Regions from separate parts of the Gossypium arboreum genome. Here region 1 is linked to region 2. Evidence: chromatin contacts called from public Hi-C data. All regions are on one chromosome and are shown on one strand. The core of a region is the stretch at or near the end of the contact, and the rest is flanking DNA. Distances in the headings are between cores, read along the strand shown.

What was found. A called contact is a pair of places that touch in the nucleus more often than the background predicts.
Region 1: a contact with region 2 is called in a Hi-C map of leaf, with 2.2 times the contacts expected there. The contact joins the promoter of LOC108486519 here to the promoter of LOC108454003 in region 2. A contact is called at or near these places in 2 of 5 Hi-C or Micro-C datasets (both in leaf).

The regions. Positions count from the first base shown.
Region 1 is chr9:41,692,006-41,696,049 of ASM2569848v2, reverse strand. LOC108486519 (protein PPLZ12) reads left to right here and starts at 1,961. Exons shown (of 5, transcript XM_017790609.2): 1 at 1,961-2,433; 2 at 2,647-2,767; 3 at 2,885-2,976; 4 at 3,957-4,044. The coding sequence starts at 2,239. It overlaps LOC108486518 (LRR receptor kinase SERK2-like), which reads left to right. Exons shown (of 3, transcript XM_017790608.2): 2 at 1-205; 3 at 312-1,908. The coding sequence ends at 1,636.
Region 2 is chr9:41,440,653-41,445,186 of ASM2569848v2, reverse strand. It overlaps LOC108454003 (peptidyl-prolyl cis-trans isomerase FKBP53), which reads left to right and starts at 2,595. Exons shown (of 11, transcript XM_017752280.2): 1 at 2,595-2,784; 2 at 3,087-3,160; 3 at 3,546-3,784; 4 at 3,947-4,092. The coding sequence starts at 2,772.

The DNA of each region.
Region 1 (4,044 bases), core at 712-3,211, 250 kb before region 2:
TTAAAGAAGCTTAATGTACTTGCCTTGCAGTCCAATCAACTTACTGGTGCAATCCCTGCAAGTTTAGGGGATTTGGGTACATTAATAAGGCTTGATTTGAGTTTCAATAGTTTCTTTGGTTCTATCCCTACGAAACTAGCTGATGCACCTTTGCTTCAAGTTCTAGACATTCGGAACAATTCACTTTCTGGCAATGTCCCTCTTGGTACATCTTTTATGTATATATATATATATAACTATATTCTGCTTGGCTTTATGGAAAAATAATAATGAACTTCATTTGATTTTTTTCCCTTCTTGGTTTGATGTAGCTCTTAAGAGGCTGAATGATGGATTCTTGTTTCAAAATAATCCGGGTCTATGTGGGTCTGGTTTTGCATCATTGAAAGTTTGTAATGATTCTGATCATATTAATCCAAGCAAACCTGAGGTGTATGGTTCAGAGGCAGCTGGTGTTACTAGAGAAATACCGGAGACGGCAAATCTTCAGTTACCTTGTGAGCAAAAGCCCTGCTCGAAGCCATCAAAGTCTCAAAGGGGTCCTATTCTTGTTGCCCTGATTGTTGTCATAGTTGCATTATCAGTTATAGGACTCGTCACATTCATGCAATATCATCGCCAGAAACAGAAGCTTAGTAGCTTATCTGAAGTTCCTGAAAACCGCCTTAGCACCGATCAAACCAAGGAGTTTAGTAGGAAGAACGGATCTCCACTCATTAGCCTTGAGTATGCTAATGGTTGGGATCCTTTGGCTGATGGCAGGAACTACAATGGCTTTGCTGAGAGCTTTAGGTTCAACTTAGAAGAGGTGGAGACAGCTACTCAGTACTTTTCGGAGTTAAATTTATTGGGGAAGAGTAACTTTTCCGCAACTTATAGAGGGTTTCTAAGGGATGGATCAGCTATTGCGATTAAAAGCATCGGCAAAACTAGTTGCAAATCAGATGACGCTGAGTTCTTGAAGGGACTGAATGTTTTGGCTTCATTGAAGCATGAAAATTTAGTGGGATTGAGAGGGTTCTGTTGTTCAAAGGCCCGGGGAGAGTGCTTTCTCATATATGATTTTGTCCCTAATGGGAATTTACTAAGCTGTCTTGATGTCAAGGATGGTAATGGACAGGTCTTGGAATGGTCCACAAGAGTTTCCATTGTTAAAGGCATAGCCAAAGGTATAGCATATTTGCATCGTAACGAAGTAAACAAACCTGCCCTCGTTCACCAAAACATTTCAGCTCAAAAAGTGCTCATCGATGATCAGTTCAATCCTTTGCTCTCGGATTCGGGCTTGCACAACCTCCTTACCAATGATATCGTGTTTGCAGCACTCAAGGGCAGTGCTGCTATGGGTTACTTAGCTCCTGAATACACTAGTACAGGCTGGTTTACCGAGAAGAGTGATGTTTATGCATTTGGGGTCGTGGTTTTTCAAGTCCTTTGTGGGAAACGAAATGTGACTAGCTTGGTACGAGTTGGAGGTGAATGTTGTAGAATCCAAGATTTTATAGACCCAAACCTACATGGTAGGTACTTGGAATATGAAGCAGCTAAACTTGCAAGAATTGCTTGGCATTGCACTCACGAGTGTCCTGTAGAAAGACCATCCATGGAAGCAGTGGTTCAAGATCTGGGCGTGTAGACTCGGTTTCAACTGGATTTTCATGTCAAGCTTTTTAAGTTTTGGATTTTTGTGCTTTCATTGGCACAAGTGATGTAACTTTGTAAACCCTTAATTTTATTTTCATCTCCCTAGCTTTATGATGGCTCTTTGTGTTTGCTGGGATACTTTGGGTAAAGTCATGTGAAATTTACTTGTTTGATCAGAGTCTGGTGAGATATTCTGGTATGATATCTTCAGAGTACGAAAACAGAAGATAATAACCATTCCATATTATGGAGCGTTTTAGTAAATATACTTGATTTCTATTTTGTTTTTTCTGCACTTCAAAATGCAATGGGTCAAGCAAAGGTAATAATCCCCTACGTCAAGAAGCAACCCTGGATGCTATCCAAATCCAATTAAAACCAACTTTTTTCTCAAAATAAAAAAATCACCACGAAGGAGGCGACACGAGAAGTCGAGAGTCCAAATCCTTATCGTAGTCCGTCCACACCGAATCTCCTACTTATCACCGTATTAACTCGTAATCAAGAACCAAAGAATTCCACCTCCTTTCATTTGATTTTAGTTCTTTCTTTTTTGTTTCATCCGTTTTGTTTATTATCGATTGAGAAAAAAAAATGGGGAATACGTCTTGCATATTCTTTGCGTGCGTCGATCAGGCCAGTATAGGCGTGGTGGAGAGGTGGGGTCGTTTCGAGAAGTTAGCGGAGCCTGGCCTTCACTTATTTAACCCCTGCGCTGGTCAATGGCTCGCTGGCGTCCTTTCTACCCGAATCTCTTCTCTCGATGTTCGCATCGAGACCAAAACCAAGGTCAAGTCCCGTATTAACCCCTTCCATCAATATGCCTAGCTTCTCTATTTCTAATCAATTCATCATATGAATTTTATCATTTCTTTTTTTTTTTTTTTGTGTGTGCTTGTTTTGCTGGGAAATCGCCCAATATTGAACAAGATTTACATTGATATTGTTGCTTTACTAGCTGAAGATCAATGAGTATGAATACGAGAATGTTACATTTTGTAGGACAATGTTTTTGTTCAATTGGTTTGCTCCATTCAATACCGAGTGATGAAACGACATGCTGATGATGCATTCTATGAGCTGCAAAATCCCAAAGAACAGATCCAGGCTTTTGTGTTTGATGGTCATTTTCTTTGGCTTTCTTTATGCGTATCAGCCATAATATTATGCTCCTTTTTTGGTAAACTAAAACCATTTATGCATCCCATTTCGTCTCATTCTTTTCCCTTGTTGGTGGTAGTGGTTCGAGCTATAGTTCCAAGGATGGATTTGGATGAACTCTTTGAACAAAAGGGTGAGGTTGCTAAAGCAGTGCTTGAGGAAATTGAGAAGGTAGTATAGTTCATTCATTTGCTATACCAGTTATCCTTATGCACCAAACTACTCAAGAGTGCTTAAATTAAGCGCATAAGGCATACATGTATATATACACTCACATACATATATATTTGGTTGTAAAAACTGTTTAACGGGTAGACCGAAGAAGACCAATGATTATATAGGCATGTATATGTATAGATAAATTTTGGTTGTAGAAACTGATGAGCTGGTAAACCTAAGTAAACTTTGATATGTCACTCTCGAAAAAAGTACGATAGATGTCCTTGTACTAAGAGTCATGCATTTTGAGCAAATAAGTCCACATATATTAGATAAAAAAGCAAACTGATCTTTCTGTAAAAAATTTCATCCAGTTCTACGGTTCAAAAATGGTCCTTGTACATCAGTATCAAATACACATGGCACATCATGTGTCACTTTTTGGTTATTCCATCAGTTATGCTAATTTTTACCAGTATAAATGAATGAAATTTTCATAAAAAAGGATCAATTTGCCTCTTTGATTTAACGTATAGAGACTAATTTGCCCATTACTAATTTGCCCATTTTTTAGTAGAGAGGCAAAATGCAATCTAGCGCCTAGTATAGGGGCCTCCATGTTACTTTTACTGTCAGTCTTGTACTTGTTGCTTTCAGTTTGATGTGCCCAATAGTAGATGGTAAGTGAAGCAATGGACTAGCTCTCCTTTGCAATAAAGGAGAGATTAGGACTATTTTGTGGTCTTCTTGTTTGGCCTGCATTTTACCAGAATATGAATGCATGAGGAACAGCCATTTTCATTTTCTTGTAATGTAGCTATTCTTTTTTAATGATACATGATAAATTATGACCATTTTCTATCTAATTGCGCTAGAGTGGTTATGCATGCTTCTAAATTTGGGTTTCCTTTTCTCAATCTATGTGCTTCTTCTCTACCTTTTATGAGGCTATTCATATCATATATTATATTGAATCTGAAATTATGTATCAGGTTATGGGAGAATATGGATATAGCATTGAGCATATTCTGATGGTTGACATCATTCCTGATTCTTCTGTACGCAAAGCAATGAATGAGA
Region 2 (4,534 bases), core at 1,346-3,845:
TCTAGAAGGTTCTACAGTGACCGGTGAAATCGGACGTCCCTCGTCCGTTACAAAGTTGAAGTCAACTCGTTTGAAGCGGAGGCAACTTGGTCATAGGAGGGAAAAAGGTATGACCGTTTCGTTGAAGAGAGGTTCTATTTTGAATGCATGTTTTGAAAAGTTAGGGCACTGTGTTAGTGAAAATCAGACCATGGTTAGTTTTGATTTGATAGTGTACAAGTCGAAGGCTAGAAGTTTTCCAGTTTCTAAGCATAAATTCGACTCAGTTAATTCCCTGCATAGTTCAAGATAGGCTCGTGGCGAGCTTTGGCAAAGACGGCATTGTAGAAATATGAGTCAAGGTGGAGATTTGTTAAATATGACTCCTATTTTCAGTCAAATTTGAAAAATAATCTTTTAGTTAAACTTTGTTTACTTGTTTCAATCAAACACTGATTAGTTTAGATTATTTTATTATTATTTGACCTATGAATTCAGCCTATGAATAGGCTCTTTTACAACCTTAGAAAAACACACCCATTAGATATTAGAACTCATAACACATTTAGAGAATTTTGTATTTACGTTTTGAGGGTTCTTTGTTTTCGAGTTTTTAGGGTTTCGTCTTTATCTCCATCTTTTGTACTCTTCATTCTTTTGTCATTATAGTAAAATTATCTTTACCCGTGGTTTTTTATCCTCTTTGGAGGGGTTTTTCACGTTAAATTTGTGTGTTCGATTTCTCAATTTATTCCTCAATTTTTTCTTGTTCGTTGCTTAATCGGGTCAATCCTAACAGACGTCATTGAGCAATTAAGTTACAAACGAACATTAAATGTGGGATTAGTAAATTTACACTTTGGTCACTCAATTATTAGTGAGTTTATAATTTGATCAATCAATATTTGCACAACTACCCCTAACCCAATAATCCAAACAATATCCACAACAACTCAAGCCCCATGCCTCACTTTTAACCCAACCAACTCAACAACCCTTCATTCTTAACTCACTCACCATTAACTCACTCACCATTTCCCTTTTGACCAAAACCATAACCCAAGAAAATCAACAGTTAAACTATTTACACACCCTTTCCCTCAATGAACAACCAAATATCACCGTAATCACAATCAAAAGCAAATAAAAAATACAATTAAAAAAATAATCAAATAGGACCTACAAAAGCAATTGGGCAGAATAAAATTAGAGAAAAGAATCAAAATATATATAAAAAAAGGTTTAATGACAAAATTCGCCACTAACATTTGCATGTTTTGTCAAAATAACCCTAATTGTATTTTTGAGGCTTTTTTGGCCATCAATCTTTTTTTTTTCAAACTGCTTTTTCTAACAGATTTAATGAAACTATCATTAAAAAATTAACAGAGGATGATGTGAAATATTTTAATGAGATGTAACTTATTACTTAGTAACCCAATAAAATAGTTACATGTGAAAATAATAAAATAAATAAATCATACATGAAATTTTAAAAATAAGTCTTAATTAAAAAACATAACTATCTAAAAAAGAGTTTCAAAATAAATGCATACGTTTGATTACTAGGAGGTTCCAAAAATAATTAATAAATCAAATCGAAAATACTAAATGCTTGAAACCTTTTGTAGATAATTATGTTTATTTTCTTTAAGTTAAGAGTTATTTTTAACTTCATAAATTATTTATTTTATTATTTCCACATGTAATTATTTTATTAGGTTATCTAAGTAATAAATCATATCTCATTAAAACTATTCCACATCATCTCATTAATTTTTTTAACAACACTTTCATCAATTTTGTTAAAAAAAGGCAATTTGAAAAAAAATAAAGGTTGATGGCCAAAAAATATTCAAAAATACAATTAGAGCCATTTTGACAAAACATGTCAATGTTAGTGGTCAAATTTGTCATTAAGCTAAAAAAAGAGAGAGAGACTTAAAGATATTAGATTCAAACAAAATTTAGTTGGAGAGTTCCAAGCAATGAAAGTTCAATTCAAAAGGTAAGAAGAAAGCCTTATTAAGAAGAGAAACATATCGAAGCTAGGCGACCATCTAATGATGGTGGATAGAGATCAAAGAGCTTCTTGGTTAGGGTTTTGAATTTAAATCAATGAAGTGTCTGGTCATTTGAAAGAAAATTAAACCATGAAGTTGAAAAAGAATGAAAAGAAAAGCTTTGTTCAATGTGCTTTTTTGTTAGAGAAGGCTAGATGATGGTGAGATTCCTAGAATACAACTTTTAGATAGTTTAATAATGAACTTATAATATTTTTGAAATTGATTGATCAAATTATGAACTTATTAATTGTTGAGTGATTTTGAATATAGTTTATCCTATAATGAGTTAATTGACCACGTTAATTGTTGAGTGATTTTGAATATAGTTTATCCTATAACGAGTTAATTGACCATATCAAATATCTTTCAACAATTTAGGATCTTTTTGGATAAATGACGCATTTAATAGTATAAAAACAACGATAAAACTTAAAATAAAAAGAAAATAAAAACCATAGCACTAGAAATAAACACACTTAAAAGTCGAGGATTTTTTTTCAAATAATTTAATCAGCAATTTATAAATTTTTGATATTGAGCGAGGAAAATTTAAATATGCTAATAATTGAGGGAAATTTGATCCGACCGCTCAAAATTCATCTGAGCGAAGGACGACCAAATCATTAAACGGGCATTTAGGGTTTAATAAAATCGCATAACGAAAACCCTCTAGGGTTTTAGAAGCAGCTGCTTTTGGTTTTCAGTATTTTCTCCCATCAAGAAGAAATGGGTTTCTGGGGTCAGTTCTTTTATCTTGACCAAAACCCTTTTACTTTTCTCGCTTTAAACTCTTACTATTTTGTATTTTCACATTTCATTGTTCCATTGTTTGGTTATGGTAAACAGTAGAGGAAATATTCGAGAAATTTGAATTATGATAATGGGTTTGGATCGAGGATTCTTTTGAAATTAAACCCAAGATTCATTATCGTCTTCGGGCCATTTACCAGTTACCAAACGATGCATTGCTTGTTGTATTTGTTTTTTCTTGAAACTCTCTATTTGTTCTTATAGGCTCTTTTTTTTTTTTTCGTAAACCAGGAATTGAAGTCAAACCTGGAAAACCACACCCTTATCATTCTGACAATGTTCGGGGAAAGCTTCACATTACTCAGGTATATTATCCTGATTCAGAAATTCAAAGTTAAAAGGAAAAGCCAGAGCATTTTGTTTTCTGAATTCTGGTTCATGTTGGAGTTTTCATTTTTCTTATACAATTATTAATTAGTAAATACTGTAGGAATAAGATTGTAGTCACATGCTTTTATTAGTTATGTTTTGAGGTTTTCTGACCCTTCATCAATGGAGTGCATTGTTTATATGGAGTTGAATAGTTGAAACATATAAATAACGTATAATGGTGAATCTTAGTCAGAATTTAGGCTTCTTGTTAGTTCTCTAAATTGCTAGTGCAAATGATTTTTGGGTTCCTAATTTTGGTTTTGTTTTTCTTGATACGATGTATGTTCCATTGTTAATTTATAACATGTGGTAACACAGGCAACTTTAGGCCTTGGATCATTTAAAGAGAGGTCTGTACTTCAGTGTTCTGTCGGACACAAGAGTCCGATCATCCTGTGTTCCTTGTTACCAAATCAGAATGAGACTTGCGCCTTAGATCTTAAATTTGATGAAGACGATGATTTAGTTGCTTTCTCAGTACTTGGCCCTCAAAGCATCCACCTCTCTGGTTACTTTGTTGCTGATGATGGAGATCACCTACGAGATGAATATGAGTCGTATCCTTTTATTTAATTTCTCTTATTTGAAGACAAGCATATTTGCATTTCATTTTTTATTAAATTGTTTCATGAAAGAACTGAGAACATGGTTGAGGTGTTTATAACTCAGAATGTGGCGCATATAACGTGATTTATTAATTCCTTTACTACATTATGAAGTGATTCTTATGGGGAGGATATTGCTGAGACTGAGACTGAGTCCGAAGATGAGTCCTCTGATTATTGTTCTGATGAGGAGTATGGAGATGATTTCATAGATGATGATGATCTTGAGTTCTTCCGTCCACCTGTCCCAAATAGTGGAGGTATTTGACATTTTGGATATCTTTACCAGATTTCATTAAGTAGAAACTGGATCATATATGTTGCTTTTTTCTATCATGTCATGTATACCAATCTGCAGCCCTTGAAAATTATTTTAATTTGATTTTCTTAATAATTTTATACAGCTAGAACCTGTAAGTAATGCATGGCTAACTTGGTATGAAAAAGTATAGTCTTGTTCCCTAAATTATGACCTACTGCTTCTGGAATTTCTGTTTGTTCTGAACAATTTGAAAATTTTGGTTAAAACTGATGTGCAGAAGGTTGGCAGATGGAGAAACTTTCTTTTGTTTAAAACCTGTATATAAGCATCAATGTGAAGGAAGATTCAAGAACTGTTTCATAGATGTGATGAGGATTTATTAATTATAATTGGTTTAGCTGTTTTTCTTTAAAGATCATTCATTGGTCAGAGTTGAAATT